Linked DNA regions of Mus musculus: regions 2, 3 and 4 are each linked to region 1. The links are chromatin contacts, called in public ChIA-PET, Hi-C and HiChIP or PLAC-seq maps. All regions are on one chromosome and are shown on one strand. The core of a region is the stretch at or near the end of the contact, and the rest is flanking DNA. Distances in the headings are between cores, read along the strand shown. Region 1 has its middle 49 kb from the start of Gm40746. Region 2 has its middle 130 kb from the start of Gm33843. Region 3 has its middle 130 kb from the start of Gm33782. Region 4 overlaps Gm33843 (a long non-coding RNA gene).

Region 1 (3,934 bases), core at 1,336-3,835:
ATTTCTCTCCTAAGCGTATTAAAAATCAGCTACTTAAGGAAATCCTAAGAAATATATTTTTAGAATAAAGAGATGATTTTTCTTTAATATATATTGTATAAAGTTAAAATAAAGAATATATATTTATATACCTTATGAACATATAAAAACATAAATAATATAGTTGTATAATGTATTATATACTATATATTATTATATAGTTATATTGTTTATATTTATGTATGTAATATATTATGTATAATTATATATTATGTAATTATAGATATTATAACTATACATTACAATGGATAATATAAAGATATATAAAGAATACAGTGTATTTACGTTTCTTTAAGATACATGTATAAGATTATCTTTAAACACATATAAATATATTATATATAAAGATATAAATCTTATACATGTATAATAAAGATATATATTACATATAAAGACATATAAAATAAAAAATAAGGGGCTGGAGAGATGGCTCAGTGGTTAAGAGCACTGACTACTCTTCCAGAGGTCCTGAGTTCAATTCCCAGCATCACATGGTGGCTCACAACCATCTGTAGTGGGATCTGATGCCCTCTTCTGGTGTGTCTGAAGACAGATACAATGCACTCACATACAAAAAATAAATAAAACTTAAAAAAACATATCGTATATAATAAATATCTATATTATACATATATATGCATATTTATTATTATAGATTATAGTTTCTAGACCTAGCCAGGACTCCAGTGCTCTAAATGCTCTCAGGAGATCTGTGCTTTTTATATTTTAATGGAAGCAGCAATGAGGATATTTACTGAGGTTGGGGATATTTAAGGAGTGAGGCAGGGAAGGGGGCAGGTGTGGGAGATGCCTGGGGCCCCTCTGGTTGCAGGGCTGCCTATAGCCTGGTGGGGAAAGTGCAGCAGGTTGCTGTCAGTCCAAGGAGGTAGTTATGAGACTGTGGCTTAAGCATAGTGGTGGGGATCAGAAGTGGAGGAGGCTTATGAAACATTTTGGGGACCCCCCCCCCCCGAATAGCTGGAGGTGTTAAAGCTTAGAGCTAAGATCACCGTGGTTTTGCGTTTGTGTTATCCTGGCTAGGACCACTCAGGTGTCACGGCAAATCTAGACTTTCAGAGTTTGCGGTGATGGATACGATTGAGTTTTTGTCTTCATCAAGTCTAAATCTGTTCATTAGTTCTAAGATTTTGCTTGATTTGAAAGGACTGGATTTGGGGCCTCAGAAGATGAAGACATGTAAAATAAATTAAAGACATCAGAGTAGTAACTGTTTTGTTCTGTTTTCTGTTTGTTTGCTTTTCAAGACAGGGTTTGTCTAGGTAGCCCTGGCTGTCCTGGAACTCTATATGTAGACCAGGCTGGTCTCAAACTCAGAGATCCATCTGCCTCTGCCTCCTGAGTACTGGGATTAAAGGTGTGTGCTACTAACACATGGCACTATTAACCTTGACTATGAAATACACTTTAATACTGAAAACACTGAGGTGTAAACTGTTCATAGCTGCACTTTTAGCCTTGAGAAGATAACCTTATAAAAACCACAGAACCTCAACATTGAGGTGTGTAGGTAAATAGACCACAGAAGTTGCTTCCTGTCTAGTTCCTCAATCGCTCTTTGATGTTAAGGTGAACTTAAAGGTTTTGTTACTTGGAGGTCAAGGTGAGGCTGTGCTGTCCTGTAGTGTAGTCATGACCGTAACAGTGATGGGCGCAGACTGATGACCATTGAAGTTACTGCATCCGAAGCTTCGAGTGCCCGAGCTCTAGTTCCCTCTGTAACAGGTTCTTAACCCCATTTTACAGACAAGGAAACCAGGACTCAGGATTTTGTTGTTCCCTATTTTTATTTTCCCCAGGCAGGGTCTTGTGAGTCCATACTGGAGTCTAACTAACTATCTAGCAGAGAATATCCTTGAACAAGAGGGTAGCCTCTTGCTTCCATACCCTGGATGCTGGAACAAAGGGCCAGCATCACCACACAGCTTCCCAGCTCAGAAGGTTTAAATATCCCAAGGCTACAAAGCTACAAGATGATGGAAACATGATTTGAAATACATGATTTGAAATTTGACTGCTGCAAAGCTCACATGTCAAAGGCAGGGGAAGGTGAAATGGTTAAGGCTTAAATCAAGGTAAAACCATGGGCAAAATGTCGAGAGTCCTAGCACGGGACTGCGGTTCAGCATAAGGCTGTGAAGTTCCTTTCTTAGCTCAGTCATAACAACCAGACATGGCAGGCAGAGAGCACTTTGTGTGCACTGCCTTTTGATTCTAACGGCAGCCTAGAGGAGCTACTACAGTGCCCGTTACACAGACAAGGCAACTGAGGCTGTAAAGACAGTTTGGTAAGTTTCAACTAGCGTCTGTTTGGCTCCAAGCGGTGCTCACGAATGTAAATTATCTTTTGACCGACCGACGTGACTTCTGTTTTTCCTGACGAACCACGGTGTCTTTTCAAAAACCGGGTTTCTCTTTCTGTCCCTGTTCCCAAGTCTTTTAGGTTGCCTGTGACCACTTTTGTAGCCCCAGCTTCATTATCCAGGTTCACACCGGAGGATCCACATGGTGGCACTGTAACCTCACACAGTTAAAACATGAGGAAAAAGGAGGAAAAAAAAAAAAACCCACTTGTTTCCACTGCACTAGGCAGGCCAGACTCAAGTCTGACAGACAGTCATGGACAGGCAGACTGGCCTTAATTAGACCGGCTTTAGCATTCTACCCTTTCTGGTTACAGACACACAGAACGCATTCTCCTCCAGCTACACCCAGGAGTGAAGATTCCAGAGACCCCATGCCCAATGGCAGGGTGTTGATCCTAACTAATATCACAACATCTAAGAGCACACCACCAAGACCTCTCCAAAGCCAGGAAATGCATGACTATCCCTTTCAAAATATTTTTTATCTGACTCTCATAAGCCCCTATCTCTTTAGACTTTCTGAAGTGGTGGGCTTTCTGAGAGAACAAAAGGAGGGAAAGACAGACAAATTAGGGAGAAAGGAAAAGGATCAACTCTCTGCATACATGACATTAAGTGCAGTACCCAATATCCCCAGACACACTTCCTTATGCATGGGAAGGCTTACCCAGTTTCTGTCTTGCAGGCTGTAAGATATATTAAAGGTATAAATTCATGATGTATCTTTAGGTGTTTGGTGATGCAAGCTGTTTCTTCAGTACTTTGCTTTCTTTGCTTCCAACTAAGAAAAAAAAAAAGACCAAGATCCTTCCATGTCACAGGAGGGAGGAAGACTTTCCAAGAGGGCAGATCTATAGACAAAGAGAAATCTTGCCAGTCTAGGAATGTAAAAAAAATATGCATAAGGTTGATGGAACAAAAATATTTTTACCCAGATGTAGCTGTCTCTTGTGAGACTATGCCGGGGCCTAGCAAACACAGAAGTGGATGCTCACAGTCAGCTAATGGATGGATCACAGGGCTCCCAATGGAGGAGCTAGAGAAAGTAGCCAAGGAGCTAAAGGGGTCTGCAACCCTATAGGAGGAACAACATTATCAACTAACCAGTACCCCGGAGCTCTTGACTCTAGCTGCATATGTATCAAAAGATGGCCTAGTCGGCCATCACTGGAAAGAGAGGCCCATTGGACAGGCAAACTTTATATGCCCCAGTACAGGGGAACGCCAGGGCCAAAAAGGGGGAGTGGGTGGGTAGGGGGTGGGTGGGTATGGGGGACTTTTGGTATAGCATTGGAAATGTAAATGAGCTAAATACCTAATAAAAAATGGGAAAAATAAATAAATAAATAAATAAACAAATTAATAAATAAAAATATTTTTATTTGTATATTTTTAAGTCTTTTTGAAGTAGATAGCAACCAGAGAGAATCATGCTTTTCAAGATAAGTGGCAAGATTCACACTCATGACTGCTTGTCTTAGGAAGAGTCTTCAGGGCCAGTTTCATTTTAA
Region 2 (3,894 bases), core at 776-3,275, 330 kb after region 1:
GGCATAATGTCTCAGTGTTGATTGAATTAAAGGATCTAGCCAGAAAGTCACTTGATTAATCATGTGCTAATCTGTGCTTCTATGCTTAATAGACATAGTTCAAAGGACTAAAGAATCATTTCTACAACAGCAACAAAAACTGACCCAATCAATTCAACCCCAAAGTAATTCACTACAGTGAATTTGATTTCAAAATCGTGGCCTTAAAGAGGGTGTTTCAGTTACTGTGGCAAACATCATGACAAAGACAGTTTATAGAAGAAAGAGTTAATTGGAACTCATAGGGAGTGAGTATTGGGGCTCACAGTTTCAGGAGTTGTCCATAGACATCAGGGTAAAAAGCATGGCAGCAGGCAGGCAAGCAGGCAGGCAGGCATAGTGACTAAGCAGTAGCTGAGAGCTTACATTTTGATCCAAAAGCATGAGGCAGAGAGGGCTAACCGAGATTGACATGGGTTTTTGAAAACTCAAAGTCAGGCTCAGGTAACACACCTCCTCCAACAAAACTACACCCCCTAGTTCTTTCCAAACAGTTCCACCAACTGGAGACCAAGTATTCAAACCTATGATATATGGGAGGCCATTCTCTTTCAAACCAACACAAGGGAGAACATTAATTTGAGGGGTTTCTTAGAACAGTGGTGAGTTTATAATATGGGAAGTTCTAAAAGAAGAAGCAGAGCGAATATTATGGGAGTTTATGCTAAGTACATGTGGTTTACAGAAGGGAGAGATGCTTCCTAATACTCCTGGAGCCTCACCATCATCTTCAGCAGGACTAAACTCTCTCCACTGAGCAATCTCACTACATGCTATGCAAGATAGTGTATGTATAAATTACAGGTAGGAGTGTGATATCCCAGTTAAGATGAGACAATGGTAGACTGTCTTTCTGACATACCCAAAAGTCCCACGCTTGATCCTCAGCACTGCAGGAAAACAAAATCAGGATATAAACACAGATACGGGCAGTGTCACAAAAGTGCAATAGCATGGAGTGTTCGCTCTCCCCCAACCATCTAAAACTCTGTTTATGACTGATTCTGTTTACCGGGCACTTTAAAGATGTACTTAGCTTCAGAGCTGTATTAAAGTTACATCTTCCTACATTATGTCTGACATACCAGTTGTTTTTTAAACTATGAATTTTATATTTATTTAAAATATTGGTAACTTTAATCTTGTTTTTTAAAAGATCATCATTATTATTATTATTAATTATTATTATTATTATTATTATTATTATTATTATTATTATTATTATTGGTGTTCCTAAATGTTATGGCAGTCATATTCATCTGTGGAAAATCTTCTTAGATTTCAGTTTTATATTCATTTTACAAGCATTCAGGCAGCATTTACTAAGTGCCTAGTATTATGCTACATAAAAGTTGATTAGCAGATGATCGTGGCTCAGCTTTGGGATTGGGCACAAAATAGCTGAGGCTATGAAAATATAAACCAATAGTTAAAATGGTAGAAGGCTGGACTTTTCTTGTCACTGTGATAAAATATCTGTCCCAAATCACTCAAGGAAGTAGGGTACATTTGGATCACAGTTTGAGGGTACGTTATGTGTCAGGAGGGACTGACAGTGTGGAGTGAGAGTCTGTAGTCAGCAAGCAGGGAGGAATGGAAGCTGGTACCTTCTCCCTTCCCTCTCTTCTTTATTCTAGAAATCCAGCTGATGGGATGATGCCACCAACACCCAGAATGGTTCTTGTCTCCTTGGAGAAGCCATTCTTGAAACCCTTTCAGAGGCTGGCCTTGAGGTGTCTCCTGGGTAATTCTAAATTAAGTTGAAAATTAAGATTAACCACCATAAGTATTATCAAGTATCTCTAGGAAGGAAATGTTCGGGAAATGTTATCAAGTATCTCAAGGAAGGAAATGTTCGGGGGTTTTCATGACCTGTTTTATACAGCCTCTGTAGTTTTCCCTCGTCACTGCTCCTCAGACCACCGTGGGAAAAGTCAGTGTGGTTCCAGTGTTGCTGGATCTGTGCTATGTCTCAGCCTTCAACTTGCTCAATATGTTTGCAAAATCCCACACTTATTCAGTTCCTCCTTCTAAAGAAACTCCCCTTAGTGCCTGGGAGGTCACTTTTTCTTACTTTACTTCCTGCCTCACTGGGCTTTCTTCATTGGTTTTTTGTTTTACTTTTTAATCTACTTAAGGTCAAATCATCTGAATGCTGCCTTCCTGATCACTCTTCTTCTCAATTCTTTCTCGGACGCCCTATGTCACCTCACAACCATAAGTGCTGATTACAGGTAGTTCTCAAATGTCTGTCTCTGCCTTTGACATCGCCAGTGAACTTCAAGGCATGCTTACCCAACTGTTCAGCATTTCACAGAGAAAAGTCCAAATATCATCTCAAGCTTAACATGATAGAAATAAATAAAATAAAGTTAGACTATTGCTACCCACTCTATTTCTCCCTTAGTCCTCACTACCTTAATTAGTCCGAAGCCCCTCCTTCTAATCCCTTGGCTCTGCCCTTTACTATGTATTTCTTTTATACTCCATTGTTCCACCATGCCTTCAAACGTCATTCAGAAAGTGGTGTCTTAATCCCTCTGCTTTAGAACCCTAGATAGCAGTTGTCACCTTTAGCCAGGTCCTTCCACTTTGACCCTATCCTTCCTACTGCACTACACATAGCTGTCAATGTTCCCATTCACGCACAATGAATATGTTCCATTCTTTCATCTCTACTTTTCAATGCTTCTGATCTTAGGTCCTTTCCATGGCTTTAGCAAATCTTGCTCAACACTACAATTTTCATCTCATCCCACACCCATTTGGAGCCCTCCAACAATGCCAGCATCTTTGCACTGCATCCCACAGGCCAAGGAGGTTCTACCTCAGGTGCTTTGCACTTCCTGTTCTGTCCACCTTGACAACTTCCCGTTATACCCACATCTATTGCAGATTGAACTTGTCCTTGATTTTTATCACTGTCACTGAACCATTTCATCAATGTGACTTTTCTCGTCTACAAAACAGCCCTCCGCCTCCACATGCATCCTGTGTTCATCCTTCTTCACCCAGAATGTGTTTCCATTGTTCTCTTCATTCTGTAGAACCTAAATTCCATAATAATAGAAAGCTTATTTTTCGCTGTTGCATCTTTAGACCCAAGGACAGCATCTGGCACACAATATTCTTTCAGTGACTAATGAGTTTTAATTAATTAAGCAACTTGAGCTTGGAGAAAAAAAAAAAACCCAAGAGCCTACAAGGCAAGGGAAATGAGTATGAAAAGGAACACATTTGCTCCATCTAAAATAGAAGTTAAGTTGGCAAACTACAACCTCGGGCCAAATCAAATGCAGCCCGCTACCTTGTTCTTGTAAATAAAATTTTATTGAAGCCCAACCATGTTCTTTAACTTACATATTGTCCATGAGTGCTTTTGTTCTGTCACAGCAGGGCTGAACAGTGGTGACAGAGAACACATGGCCCCGAGACTCAAATATTTACAATTTGCCTTTTTATAGAAAAGAAGTCTGACAGTCCTTGGTCTACAGGACACGATGGTAAAAAGATGGAAGACCAGATGAAGGCAAGCCGGAGGGAATATCTATGAGCTTAGGTTTAATACACAGGCAGAAGGAGACAGACGATGGATGCTTTTAAGGCAAGGGAGTCCCTGGAAGGCAGAAACTACTTTTAATATAATTTGTGCTTGAAAGAGCACTGTGATATTTAAGCCTGGCATCCCTGTGACAGATGCTACCAGGGCTGAACCACAATACCACTGCCATTTCCAGAATCGAGGCTTAAAGTAGAAGTCAAACCCTCATAAAACCATCTGTTTCCCTCCCCTATCTCCTGGATGGCTCTCAGCTGGGAAATGATCTTTCTCCTATGGTGAGCCTCCTACAGAGT
Region 3 (3,756 bases), core at 422-2,921, 300 kb after region 1:
TTCACTCATTAACTGGCCCATTCATTTTTGCAGCACTGGGAATCAAACGCAGGGCTTCGAGCAGTCTAGGTAATATTGCATATCCTTTGAGAAACACTGCAGCTCCCCAATGCCCAACAAGACTCCCAACCTATGCCTTTCAGTAATGCCAGCACAAGGACTGCTTTAAAGGGCTTAGCAAAAGATAGATGTTAGGCATGGCTGAATGTCACCCCTACTATTTTATGGAAATAGAAGCATGGAGAAGTGTTGCAGGTTTTTCCCTGTCCAATTACATTAGGGCAGCAAGAGGCCTGTGATTGGACATGAAAAAGGGAGGTGGAGCTAAGAGTTGGTATTTTATTGAAATAGAAGCATGGAGAAGTGTTGCAGAATTTTCCCTGTCCAATTACATTAGGGCAGCAGGAGGCCTGTGATTGGACATGAAAAAGGGAGGTGGAGCTAAGAGTTGGAGAGGCAGAGAGCATCTCAGAGGGAGAGAAGTGAGAAGGCCAAGATGGAGGCAGACGTGAACCAGTGTGGCTTTAACCAGCTGCAGGTAGTTATGATACCATAAGGTTAGAATAATTGGGATAGAGCTTTTAATCATTATCAATTGGTTCTGAAATTATTGTATTGGCATCTTGTAAACTGTGAACTTAATGGTACATAAATCTGATTGGCTAGTTATAAGCTTTAAGAGTTTTGATTCTACCAGGTAAATGGATGTTGTGATGGCTGACTGTGGGATAGACAGTCATTGGGTGGAGCTGGCGGCAGCAATCCGCCAAGGGGCTTGGGAACTCGGGCCCAGTGCTGGTACTCTCCCCCCACCCCATCCCCACCCCACCCCCACCCCGCAACAGAGAAGGGGTACAGTTCTCACAAGACTACACAACTGCTGGTGACACTGGAACTTAAAATCAAGTCTACTGACCTCTTTTCCTTCAAACCCTGCCATCCTTGCCCATGTAGATGGCTAAGCCGTGATGGTCAATGGAGTATGCAGTTGTATTGACTGAAGAGTTTCTCTAACTAAGGCTTGGTCCTACAAGCCTGGTGGACAGAAAGATGCTGAAGTATTTTGGATTTAATTCTTTCTAGATCCCTTGGACTATACTTCCAGCCAGCTACAGTTTAAAACAAAGAACTGCAGACTATTGTATTCCATCAGAAATATAATTGGTGGGGCTGGGCTGATAGTCCAATTGATAGAGTGATTGTCCTGTATGCATGAGTCCCTGAGTACAATCTCCAGAGCTTCTAAAACAAGTAGACAAGTTTAGGTGGGTACGGTGATTACAGGTATGGGAAATGGGGAAAGGAGTTAAAAGTCATGCTCAGCTACATAACAAGTTCAAGGCCAGCCTGGGCTAACGAGACTCTGCCTTGAAACAAAATAAGACTTTTTTTTTTTAATTCATACAATTATAGGCATTCATATGAAACGTAGTCTTGTGTTGTTATAGGAATTTATCTATTGGACCATCACAGGCAAAGGTGATTTTATTGTGTAGGGTTGAAGTCATCTATGTGGAAAATAATGTTTTTAAAATTTTCAGAAGAAAAAGTGGTTTCACGGTAGGGAATGTGATAACATCTATAACACATAAATGCTGGACTCTAGACTAACACTTTGGAATACAGTTGTGAAATCCAGGAAGGAAGTGAGTAACAAGGGCCACTTTGAAATTTGTCAAACACATCGAAAGGGAAAGAAAAAAAAAGTACCATGACACCAGACACTAGCAACCACTGGAAAATATCTAACAGTTTCTTTCAATTGTCGGATAAGGGAATTTGGTTCAACAAAGACGGGAAGTGGGATACGAAGACCGACAAGCTTTCCTGCAGCCCCTGGTTTGGTCTTTTAAAGTCATGAGAAAGTGTGCCATAGCAAGGCAGGTTAGAGACTCCAATCATTGACTCAGTTAAACAAAGGTATTCATACAAGCAGGGAAAGTCCTTGTAAAAGGAGAAAGCTGCTTTTGTCAGCCATGGAAGTCTGAAAATGTTTGGGGTGTGTCCTCAAAGACTTCAGTGGCAATCTCTGGTTGGGCTTCTATTTAATCTATTTCCAGCAGAGAACTTGAGCCCTGTTTCCTCTTGGGAGTGTCACATGCCTAGCATTAGTGTTTGGGGCTTCAGAGAATCTCTAATGAACCTTTTATATATACTTTTTTTTTTCTTTTTTGAGAGTACTCAAAAAATTAGGCTGTGACAACTACCCAAAACATAATTTGTTATGCTGCTTAATTATTTAATGCACTGTTTAAAAATTTAAACATGGCCTCTGGTTGGTTGGCTGACGGAGTCCCATTAAGGTACATTTGAAACGCCTTCAAGATTATAATTATCTACTGAGTTCTTCATGGTTCAGATTTATAAATTAGATTGTGTTCTCTAAGAAAATGCCAATTCAAATATGTCAACATTAATGTTTTAAGGTATTTCTTTAAAATATTACTAGATATATAGATCTTTAAAATATTACTAAATGCCTATATCTTTAAACTTTTTTTCTTGAAAAGTAACATGAAAGTGAAATAAGGTCTAATTATCTTATTTATAATATTATTACATTCATATTATCTTTTAATTATATTATTATATACTCGTATACATCCCCTTTCTAATTCAGAAAAAGATGTTACCATAGAAATATTTGTTGACCAGCATCACAGGATCAGATCTTCACAGTAATGGCAAGAATCCAGTCCAACCCTATGTGTGACAGCTGTGTCTACTGAGCATCACAACAGAACCTCACATTGTTTTTTAGGAGGAATGAAAATAAGTAACATATTTCTTTACATGTGTTACAAAATTGGTACTTTCTAGAGGGAATGAAAGGACATTAAATCAAGTGAAATGAGCGAGGCATGGAGGCCAAAGGCCACTTGTTCTCACCGAAATGTAGAAGCGAGAAATGTTGATTCTGTAAGGTAGAAAGTACAATAGTGTGTGTTTATCATGTGTGAAACCCTGGTTAGGAAGAGAAATGGGAGAGAAGAACAAGGAAGGAGAGAGAAAGGGGGAAGGAAGGAAGGAAGGAAGGAAGGAAGGAAGGAAGGGAGGGAGGGAGGGAGGGAGGGAGGGAGGGAGGGAGGGAGGGAGGGAGGCAGAGACAAAGATATTTTCAATGTTATAGAACCAGAAGGTTCTCTAAAATGTAAAACTCAGTGAGCAGGATGATTATCTGCACATTAGCCTACTTACCTTTCAGGGGAGCTACTACATCCACAAGGGGGGTCCCCCCGGGTGAGTCTCATCTCTTATACTCTTCCACGTGCTCCCCAAATGCAGGGAACTCAGTTATAGTTCTTATCTATTTGCTTCTGGTCATCTTCCTGAATATTCCTCAAGACCAGGTTGTGTGTCTTATCTACTGATGCAGTCTCCTAGCTTGTTAGTGTAACTGACACATGATAAAACTTTAAGAAAGCCTTTGTTAGGTTCTGGGACTGGAGCCTAGCATAATCATCATCAGAGGGACGAGAGTGACTTCATCCATCAACTGATGTGAGCAGATATAGACTCTCACAGACAAATATTAGGAGGAGCACAGGGAGATTTTTGGAGGAGGTGCAGGAAGGAGAGGAGGAGCCATGGGAATCAGGAACACCATGAGAACCTGGCCCACAGAATCAACTGACCACCAGGACTCATTGGGGCTAACAGATATAAGAAAGCCTTTAGACTCTGCATGTGTTATGTATGGCTGGGATTCCTAACAGTGGGAGCAGGATCTGTCTCTGAATCTTTTGCCTGCTTGTC
Region 4 (3,941 bases), core at 742-3,241, 390 kb after region 1:
GATCAGAAGTTGCACACTTGACCTCTGACCTCCATGTCATCTCTGACTCCAGCTCCCAACTTGGCTTGGACTGTCCCAAACCATCTGCAATCCCCCTGGGGTCTGCAAAAGCTCCCCTACTCACTCCGATCAGCTGTTGCTCTCTTTGTTCTCTCTGTGACCTGGCCCTGACAACTAAAACCTCCCCAGCCCCTAACAATAGTGGGCCTCTCCACAGGGCTGGTGCCATCTTTTGATCGATTGCTAATAAATATTGTTATGAGTGTCCATTTATCAAGATGTTAGCCATGGTGCTGCATTCATTGTTCCGTGTGATGTTGAAGGACCACATGAGAAGGGTGCTATTGATCCCTGTTTTGGGAAATTAAGAAACTGATGTTCAGCCAATGGAAAGTTATTTCAAGTTCACACTGCTCAGAATGACCAGATTTAAGGTCGCCCTGCATTTTCTGTTTACTGAAGAATCTTCACTTATGGCACGGGGACATGCATGTGGACTTGGGAATAAAATGAATTTACTGTGAACAAGGAAAAAAAAAAGTGATTGTTTTAAATTTTAACGTTTAACTATGTCTTTTCCTTAGTACACAGTTCAATTCATGGTCAGACTTTAAATTCCTTTCAGCTCTACTTCTTGTCTAAGCACAGTGGTAATAGCTCTGTATGTGTGTGTGTGTGTGTGTGTGTGTGTGTGTGTGTGTGTGTGTGTGTGTGTGTGTGTGTGTGCGCGCGCGCGCGCACCCGGCAGCCATTAGTTTTTGGAAACAGGGTCACCCACTCTGGAACTCAGAGTAGATGAGGTTGGTTGGCCAGAGAAGCTTCCCCCGCCCCCCAGGAGTGGAGAGAATTTGCTACCTCTGCCTCCTTGGCGGTAGGATAACCTGGAGCCACCACACTCAGCGTTTCTAACATGGGCTCTGGGGATTGAACTGAACCGTAGGCGGTCCTACAATAGCCAGTTCCATGTAGTTTTGAGAGGCTGGAGCAGGTGGAAGGTGGCAGTTCTTCACCTCGTCCCTGACACTCAGTTTAGGACATTAGTGGAAATGTCTGGTATTTACCTGCACAATTTAAACACGCTTTGGAGTTGATGCCCATGAGATTTGGAATGGAAACCACTGAGTGTGCTTTATCCAGAGAGCAGATGGCTCTAAAAGGCACCCTCTAGGGCAGAGCGCTCTGAAAGAGACCCTCTGGGGCAGATTGCTCTGTAAGGCACCCTCTGGGGCAGAGAACCTTGCAAAGCACCCTCTGGGCAGCGGCAAAAGACACTGCAGCAAGTTCTGGTTCCTCCCAACGCAGGCAGCTGGAGAAGCCTATCTCTGACTTCATTTCCCTTCCCTAGTCTCTTATATCTGCTCCCTGGGAATGTGGGGGATCACGTTTCCAAACTGACAACAGGAGTTCAACCGCTCCCTTTGAGATGTTTCAAGACTTTCTTGGGTTTTTATGCTGTAAGACAACACTGCGACTGAAAGCAACTTGGAAAGGAAAGAGTTTATTTCAGCTCACAGCTTACAGTCCGTCATGAAGGGCTAGCCAAACAGGGACTCAAGGCAGGCACCTCGAGGCAGGAACTGACACAGAAGTCATGGAGAAATGCTGCTCACTGGCTTGTTCAACCTGCTTTCTTATACATCCCAGGACTACCTGCCTAGAGTTGGTACCATCCCTAGTGAGCTGGGTCCCCTCACATCAATCATTAATCAAGAAAATGCCCTACAGACTTTCTTGCAGGCAGTTAGAACCCTACTTCTACTTCTAGTTCAGGAATTAGGAAATTTAATTAATTAGTTCAGAGAGAAAGAGCCATAGGAAGAACCCAGGTATGGTGATTCCAAACTCAGTTCTCCTTTTATGAAAGATTAGCTTTTCTGTTTCTTCCTTTAAAACTATTTGAGAGACAGAAACTCCAACCCAAGCAGTTAGCCCAACAGGAAACAACCTGTCAGTGTGAACGACCCATTCTCAGTCTGTGCTTTGTCATCGCGAACGCACAGGCGCATCCTCCTTAAAAATGAAAAAATGCCTTTCATAAGACGGCCGTTTTGTTCTGCCCCATGGTGTGTTCCAGTCGACGCTGTGGCGTTCGCTATTTTTCTTTTAGATCGTCTGGCTTCTGGTTAAGGCTGCGACAATGACCTGAGTCCCTTTGTGTTCTCATGCTGCAATTTATTCTCAGGCTTCTTCCTTCTGTTTTATTATTAAAAATTTTAGCTTCTACTTTTGAAGTGACCCACCACCCATTATAGGAGTTTTAAAATATGGACATCAATATCTTCCCACTGAAAAAAAAAATGTACCCTTACTTCTATAAAAGGTGATAGATTGCAATGATGTGCTAAGTTTACCTTACAGGCAGCTTAAAAACAAAACAAAAGGAAACAACACTAACTTTCCTGATAAATGACATACCTGTTTAGACAGAGAGAAGAAAAGGAAGAGAGACATGTAAATTCCTTTTGTAGCACTGTGAATTCTTTGATCAGCCTTCTTTTCCTTCCCATTTCCTCCATCTCTGGACTTCTAAGCCTCCAAATGCAGGATTAGAATTCTAGGTGATAGAGTGAGCTGATCTCTCAGATGCTGAGGCAGCGGGTTTACCGCTATACTTCAAAGGCAGCAATCCCAAACGGATGCCCGAGGTGATTCATTTTTATTTGGGTAACGGAGAACTCGAGCTGAGCTAAATGACAGATGTAAAAGGACCATGCAGCGACCATGTAAATAAGCAGCTCCCCCTGCCAGACACTGGGACAAAGAACTGTGTCAGCTGACGCTCAAATCTCATTAGACTACCACACAATCCTCTCTGGTACAGGACCAAATAATTCATATAAACATGTAGAGGGGAATAGAAAAACGAAGCACCTAAACAAATCTTCAACGGTTTATTGTTTAGCCACCTCGTCTTCAAAGATAAATGCTAACGAACGATGTCTGATTCACTTGTCTGAGCAACTTGACAACACTAATAACCAGCTCAGCTCATGGGCCCCGGTTGGAGCTGACCTCACTCAGCACAACCAATTGTTCCTAATTGAGTTTTGTGGATGGGGCTCCGGGTTTGGTACTTGCTGCAGATACTGGTTGTGCCCCTCGTTCCCTGCTGGCTTTGTCCATGCTGACTCTCATTTCTTCTAGCAACCGGGCTGCAGGAGTGAAGGAGAATTACCGACCGCCCAGACTAGGAACACGTCTCACCTCTGGGTAGGGTTCTGTTTGCCCTGAGAGACAGAAGTTAAAAATAGCCTCTCTTGTTAAAGATTAGTGTTGGTGCATTTAATCACATCCAGTACACACACACAAACATACACACACACACACACACACACACACACACACACACACACACACACACACCATGGGTAGGGAGACTTGGGCCAAGTATCATTAAAACCTTGTACTTTAAAAAGCTATTATCTCCAAGATGCTTATACAAAACATCAACAAATGTGGGAAACATAACACCCCATATAAACAATAATGCAAATTATAAATTCACACGGTTCTCAGAACAAGAAACATGAATGCTCAGTAAAGATGACCAAGTACATTAGTAACCAGGCTAAAGTTGAATGAATTACAGTAGAGAGCTATCAGGGGTGCGTGTGTGTGTGTGTGTGTGTGTGTGTGTATCGCCCATTTTGGACAAGCATGTAAGGATAGGTTATCACTGAAGTGCAAATTCAATTCTCCTTTGCTAAATAATCTATAAACTATACTAAAAATCTAAAATTAAACACTCTCTTTGGCTTAATGGTTCTATTCAGGAATGTTTTTTTTTTTTCAAAATACTAATAAGGATATAAAGAAATGTATCTGCAGGATAGTTGATCAAGCATTATTTTTGTTTGTAAGTTAAAATACACATTTGAAATGTTTAATGAATTGTGGCATATTTATGCAATGAAATGCCACACAGTCACTTAAAAGGTAGG

The links. Hi-C and Micro-C count contacts between places; a contact is called where the count stands out from the background. ChIA-PET counts read pairs in DNA pulled down with a chosen protein or histone mark. HiChIP or PLAC-seq counts read pairs in DNA pulled down with a chosen protein or histone mark.
Region 2: an H3K27ac HiChIP or PLAC-seq map of bone marrow-derived dendritic cells shows a contact between it and region 1, with 4 times the contacts expected there. The contact joins two enhancer-like sites. A contact is called at or near these places in 1 of 15 datasets of contacts at CTCF or cohesin (the NIH/3T3 cell line), 6 of 484 Hi-C or Micro-C datasets (CD4 T cells, the N1E-115 cell line, bone marrow-derived dendritic cells and 3 more), 2 of 115 datasets of contacts at active chromatin or transcription factors (bone marrow-derived dendritic cells and regulatory T cell precursor) and 1 of 9 other capture datasets (bone marrow-derived macrophages).
Region 3: a Hi-C map of bone marrow-derived macrophages shows a contact between it and region 1, with 22 read pairs. The contact joins two enhancer-like sites. A contact is called at or near these places in 3 of 484 Hi-C or Micro-C datasets (bone marrow-derived macrophages, liver and myeloid progenitors).
Region 4: an RNA polymerase II ChIA-PET map of memory CD8 T cells shows a contact between it and region 1, with 41 read pairs. The contact joins two enhancer-like sites. A contact is called at or near these places in 1 of 15 datasets of contacts at CTCF or cohesin (the NIH/3T3 cell line) and 1 of 115 datasets of contacts at active chromatin or transcription factors (memory CD8 T cells).

What each region holds. Positions count from the first base shown.
Region 1 is chr10:96,129,741-96,133,674 of GRCm38.p6, forward strand. It overlaps the pseudogene Gm48425. Among named protein-coding and RNA genes, the nearest start is that of Gm40746, 49 kb to the right of the region's middle. Within about 2 kb of position 2,586, at least 52 of the 459 cell types and tissues checked have an H3K27ac peak or open chromatin away from gene starts, as enhancers often do. A contact at or near this core is called in bone marrow-derived dendritic cells, bone marrow-derived macrophages and memory CD8 T cells, where this site is marked.
Region 2 is chr10:96,464,131-96,468,024 of GRCm38.p6, forward strand. No RefSeq gene overlaps it. Among named protein-coding and RNA genes, the nearest start is that of Gm33843, 130 kb to the right of the region's middle. Within about 2 kb of position 2,026, at least 53 of the 459 cell types and tissues checked have an H3K27ac peak or open chromatin away from gene starts, as enhancers often do. A contact at or near this core is called in bone marrow-derived dendritic cells and bone marrow-derived macrophages, where this site is marked.
Region 3 is chr10:96,433,645-96,437,400 of GRCm38.p6, forward strand. No RefSeq gene overlaps it. Among named protein-coding and RNA genes, the nearest start is that of Gm33782, 130 kb to the left of the region's middle. Within about 2 kb of position 1,672, at least 22 of the 459 cell types and tissues checked have an H3K27ac peak or open chromatin away from gene starts, as enhancers often do. A contact at or near this core is called in bone marrow-derived macrophages, where this site is marked.
Region 4 is chr10:96,521,445-96,525,385 of GRCm38.p6, forward strand. Gm33843 (a long non-coding RNA gene) reads right to left here. Exons shown (of 4, transcript XR_380712.2): 4 at 2,980-3,227. Among named protein-coding and RNA genes, the nearest start is that of Gm33843, 75 kb to the right of the region's middle. Within about 2 kb of position 1,992, at least 23 of the 459 cell types and tissues checked have an H3K27ac peak or open chromatin away from gene starts, as enhancers often do. A contact at or near this core is called in memory CD8 T cells, where this site is marked.